Regions from separate parts of the Sus scrofa genome. Here region 2 is linked to region 1. The links are chromatin contacts, called in public Hi-C maps. All regions are on one chromosome and are shown on one strand. The core of a region is the stretch at or near the end of the contact, and the rest is flanking DNA. Distances in the headings are between cores, read along the strand shown. Region 1 overlaps ARHGEF3 (rho guanine nucleotide exchange factor 3). Region 2 overlaps ARHGEF3 (rho guanine nucleotide exchange factor 3).

Region 1 (2,737 bases), core at 190-2,689:
TTTGTTGATACAGCATCATACAGGGTCTTTAGGCTGATCAATACTCAAGATTTCCAGGCACACTGAGGAGGTCCAATAGAAAACAACAAAGGAAGAGAAAGAGATTGGGCATTATGTCCTATTTAGAAAAGTTAGAGGAACCAGAATGTCCAGCCAGGAGAAGACAAGCTCCTGGGAGAAGTGTGTGTGTGTGTGTGTGTTAAGTGTGTGTGTATGCACGGGTGTGCTCATGCACACGTGTGAAGTAGGGAAAGTTTTCAAATATTTAAGGGGATAAGACATGAAGAAGTATTATTGCATAATATTCAGCTCCAGAAAGCAACATTATCATTAAGAGAGGATTTTCTTATGATTCACACTAAACAAAGATGGAATGAACAGCCTTAGAAGGTTCCTGGAAGTGTTGAATGAGAGATCGAATGGATCCAGCAGTGGACAAGAACTGAGCTCCATGTTCTCAATAGGTCTTTCCCACCCTGAGATTCTCTAACACAATCACCCTGGGTCATTTCCTGGAGGCTGGTTTTGTTTGTTTGTTTCATAAATCCCCGGAAAAAAAGCATGTTTTGCTACTCCTTTCCTCCTCATCTTAAGAGCCAGAAAAAGAAAAAAAAAAGTCCAGTGAACTTACCGTTAAGGTTTCTGGTTCAGCTCCAATTAATTGAGTTTACTAATAATCAGCTACCTTCCTACAAAAGGACGCAATTTCCCAAACACAGAAGGTTGGACACAAGCATTTCCAGACTTAAAAAGACCCACTCTTTTTCCAGCCAAAGGTTTGGAAAACTTTCTTGATTAATTTGTGCCATAACCTTTTCTAAGCTAATAACTGACCTCAATTCATAAAAACTTAAAGGCATTAGAAACCTTTGGCCTTCATTCCTAATGTTTCATGAGCCAACACAACAAGGAAAAATGGCAGTGCAATCACAGAAATTTCCTCATTTTGTGTGAGACCCATACCCATTACCAGGCTAACAAATTATGGAAGGCAACTGAGTGCACACATCACAAAAGAAGGAGCCCTTTCAGATACACACATGCCATTAATAACAATTATATGTACATAGGACTTTGCAAAATTAGGATAGGACCAGTAATTTATTTTCATTCATTTGTTATGAAAACAGTGGCACCGGTCCAGGATTTTATAGGCAATCACAAAGTGTCCTGAGAAAAATGACACAATTTGCAAATATCCAGATGGTGGTCAGGGGCTTCTAGTTATTGGTTTATGTGGAAGGCTGGTGGTTAATGTAGATAAGCAAAATGACTAATTGCAGCACTAACAATGTCACCTCCACAGCACTGAGCATGCAGAATTCTGCCAAAGACCAGCTCCTTGGTCTTGAGAAGCACAAAACGGAAGTTACCAAAACCCTCCCAAATGAAGGCTTGCAAACCCCCTCCTGTGGGTCACAGCCATTCTATGAAGTGGCTGCCAGAGAAGTGACTAATGGTGGGGTCTCCTGTCCAGATACTCAGGAAAAAATGGCAATAAGGCAATTTGCTCCAGCAGGCGAGTTCACCCTTCACGTGCTCTGTGGTGAAGAAACCAGTGATTTAGTCATTTAGAGGCAACATGATGTGGTTGGGAAAATACAGATTTCAGGGTCGGACTGGGGTGTGAGTATTGGCTCCTCCACCTCCCAGCTCAGCCATCCTGGAAAGGCCACTATCCAGCTCTAAGCCTCAGTTTCCTCTACAAAAAAGAGCATTTACACCACCCTCAAAGGATTGTTTTAAGGATGATTAGAGGACTTACAGGAAGACCTCTGTTGCACTGATATGCATAAAATAGCATCCAGGAAATTAGGATGGTGATCATGTTTTTAAAAATTGTTTTAGGAATCTTTCTGAGATGCAGAGGACTTGACGGTGATACTTATTGAGCACTTACTATGTGCTAAGCACTGTACATGAATCATCTATCATCGTGCCCATTTTAGCACTGAGGAAACCAGGGCTTTGAGAAAAGCACAGTAGATTGTCTAAGGCCCTATCAGTAGCAGCTGGAGATGGCATGAACCGAGGCAGTCTTATTCAGTAGCTGACACCCTAAACAGACTCAAAGGTGCATGTCAACATATTTTTCTCTAATAAACTTATTCCTAGTTCATGTGCATCCTGGAGGGCAAAGACCCCTAAAATGCCCACCTATTTCAACAAGCCTCAGAATCATGGCCAATGACCACACTCAGATCCTATCAACAAGTGATAGCCCTTTACCACCCACGTTGCTCTCCATCTAGCAACATCTGGGGTCACATGATTTGTGGAATCTATTTGATTATGTGATGAAATCCCAGGATTCCTTTTTTTTTTTCTTTTGTTTTTTAGGGTCCCATCTACGGCATATGGAAGTTCCCAGGCTAGGGGTCCAATTGAAGCTACAGCTGCTGGCCTATACCACAGCCACAGCAATGCAGGACCCAAGCCGAGTGTGCAACCTATACCACAGCTCATGGGAATGCCAGATCCTTAACCCACTGAGCGAGGCCAGGGATTGAACCTGCAACCTTATGGTCCCTAGTCGGATTTGTTTCCGCTGCACCACAACGGGAACTCTAAAATCCCAAGATTCTAACTGCTGTAATCCCTTGGAACTATTTCCAAGTAGTTAGTTGTACATACGGTCAGTTTAACACCATAAGATACAAATTATAAGAAATGTATAAATAACTGGAAATCAGCTAACCCTTTTAGCTCTCCTGTTGGCCAGTAAGGAATACAGCTT
Region 2 (2,700 bases), core at 72-2,571, 180 kb after region 1:
AGACAAAAAGCAAAAACCTGGTGCCACCATCTCATATAATCTGCACAACAACTTGAGGGGTAGGTTCTGTTAACACCACATCTCGCAGAGCAGGAGCCTGGAGCCCAGGACGCGTGCACAGTGTGCCAGCAGGTGAGGAAGCTCAGCTCTGAGTCCAGGGCTCAGCCTCCCAGCCCTGCCAACCATCAGTAGCTGAGCTGAGCTGAGCTGCTGGCAATGTGAAGGCCCAGCGGGAGCCAGGGAAGGAAGTGCTTGGCAAAGGAGGGAAGGAGCCATGGGAAAGGGAGCTAGAAGAGGAAGGAACCCCGGGAACGTGGGTGGATAATGCCCCAGGCATGCTCTTAGCTACAAGCTGCTATGCCAGAGGCTGGCTTCATTCTTTCAGCAGCAGAACCCATGTGTCAAACCTGATCAGACTCAAAACTCAAGAAATAAACCTGGCAGAAGCAGACTGGCTCTCGTTGAAGGGAAGGAGAAGAAGGAACCAGACCCACCAACCTCCCCCAACTTCTAAATCTCCATCCTCATAGCCACTAAGGAAGGGAACTTCCAAGGAATGCAGGACTCCTTTGGGCTTCCACTCTCAGATGTATGCTCCCTGAGAGCTGGTCGTTCTTCCTCTCTTTCTTTCCCTCTTTTTCTTTCTTTCCTTCCTTCCTTTCTTTTCCTTCTTTCCTCCCTTCCTTTTCTTTCTTTCCTTCCTTCCTTTCTCCTTTCAAATATTCAAATAATAGCACACTCAAAACTAAAATTAGCCAGAGGTGCACTGCGTCTTGTATCTGCCCCACACTGGGACATACTTGGGACTCAATAAATGGGGGATGGGCAGGTCTGGGCAACACCTCAGCAGAGTCAAATGTGGATCCCCCCTCACTACCTAAATGACCCTCAGCAAGGATCTGACCCTCACAAAGCCTCAGAAGCCCCAGCAGTTCCCCCACATCTTGTGATTTTTAAGAGGCTTAATCAAGCGGACGCTTATAAGAGCCCTTCAGCACAGTGCCTGGCAAATAGTGAAAGCATGGTAAATGTTACCTAACATTATTATTAATAGCATCAATAGGATTAAAAGTGTGGTGGGGTAATGGGGGATGCTTCAATAAAACAAAAAATTTTTTTAATGTGATGGGGAAAAACAAAAGATCCACTGGAAGGAATTTAAATGTCCCCAAGAAAAGCACAGTGCCCTGCATGTCCCAATGTACCCTCCCAGCTGGCCTGTGAATGCTCTGGTTTTTGTACCCATCTCTATCGTTTTTGTACCAATGGGAGGAAGGGCCCGGACCATGGAGGTGAGAAGGTCATGAGTTTGACGAGCAAGGCTCATCTGGAGCCAAGTGTTTATTAATTGGTGTTTATACATGTCGTGCCCATCTGGCTCCGATTCTGTCTGAACCTGTGCTCTAAAAAGCTGTACACCTCCCCCTAATGATTTCTCTAAGGCTTCAGATGCACAGACAGCAGTAGACACAGCACAGACGTTGCAGCTCTAAAGGGGTAAAGTCCCCTCCTTGAGTGCTCAGAGTTATATCTGAAACAGCTGGAAGTGAATCTTTTCCAGGACTGACTTTTCCAGGAGAGCAGGGTTCCAACCTCCCCAAGAGGACAAAGTCAGCACATTATGTGAGTGAAGACTGTCCTCTGCTGACCAGCATAGAAATCTCAGCAGACAAGCTTTCTCCAGGAGGACCTCAGCTCTGCAGCCTGGAGGTGTCTCAAAAACCCAATGTGGTTCTTTCCCTTTGCTTTTCCCTTCTCTTTTCTTTTCTTTTCCTTCCTTTTCTTTTCTTTTTAATTAATATGAACTTCAAACAAAAAGTCTTCCTTTCCTAAAGGAGAAGACCTCAGAGAAAGGACACAATCATAGAGAATTTCCTTCCACTTCTTGGTTATGTTTTCCATGCGGGAGCACTTGAATGTCACCTAAAAAAAGGTCCTTGTAGCTCTTGACCCAGTGTCTGCAGGCAGCCAACAGCATTATCCAATTGCCATCCTAAGACTTGACCAGACTCCAAACCTCACAGACGGGACACGTGGAGTCAAAGCCGGCTGATTTCTCCTAGAAACCCCCAGTGGATCAGTTTTTTTTTTTTTTTTTTTTTTTTGTCTTTTTTTTTTGTTGTTGTTGTTGTTGCTATTTCTTGGGCCGCTCCCGCAGCATATGGAGGTTCCCAGGCTAGGGGTCTAATCGGAGCTGTAGCCACCGGCCTACGCCACAGCCACAGCAACGCTGGATCCGAGCCGCGTCTGCAACCTACACCACAGCTCACGGCAACGCCGGATCGTTAACCCACTGAGCAAGAGCAGGGACCGAACCCGCAACCTCATGGTTCCTAGTCGGATCCGTTAGCCACTGCACCACGACGGGAACTCCTGGATCAGTTTTTAAGATCCTGAAGGCAGAGGGGACCAGTCAATCCTGGCTCAAACCCAGATGGCTCTGGATGGTCTCCTCTAGAATCTTGGAACCTTGGGACGAGAGCCTCCCCCCCACCTCAGGACTAGAACACAGTTCGTCTGGCTTCCTGCCAGACTGATCCCCACAGCTGGGGTCACCATGACCTCATCTCCATCCTAGCACCATCCCTACCCCACTCACTGGGAACAACCCTGACCTTGTGGGTGAGTTCTAACCCTCTGGGTCCTGTGCTCACTCAGACGATGCACCAGAGCCAATTCGGCGGAGTTCTTGATTCCAGC

The links. A called contact is a pair of places that touch in the nucleus more often than the background predicts.
Region 2: a Hi-C map of retroperitoneal adipose tissue shows a contact between it and region 1, with 4 times the contacts expected there. The contact joins two enhancer-like sites. A contact is called at or near these places in 1 of 5 promoter capture datasets (liver), 15 of 47 Hi-C or Micro-C datasets (alveolar macrophages, brain, embryonic fibroblasts and 9 more) and 1 of 2 datasets of contacts at active chromatin or transcription factors (skeletal muscle).

The regions. Positions count from the first base shown.
Region 1 is chr13:38,649,997-38,652,733 of Sscrofa11.1, forward strand. All of the region lies in intron 4 of ARHGEF3 (rho guanine nucleotide exchange factor 3), which reads right to left. Among named protein-coding and RNA genes, the nearest start is that of FAM208A, 94 kb to the left of the region's middle. Within about 2 kb of position 1,440, at least 6 of the 83 cell types and tissues checked have an H3K27ac peak or open chromatin away from gene starts, as enhancers often do. A contact at or near this core is called in retroperitoneal adipose tissue, where this site is marked.
Region 2 is chr13:38,833,605-38,836,304 of Sscrofa11.1, forward strand. All of the region lies in intron 2 of ARHGEF3 (rho guanine nucleotide exchange factor 3), which reads right to left. Among named protein-coding and RNA genes, the nearest start is that of ARHGEF3, 91 kb to the right of the region's middle. Within about 2 kb of position 1,322, at least 9 of the 83 cell types and tissues checked have an H3K27ac peak or open chromatin away from gene starts, as enhancers often do. A contact at or near this core is called in retroperitoneal adipose tissue, where this site is marked.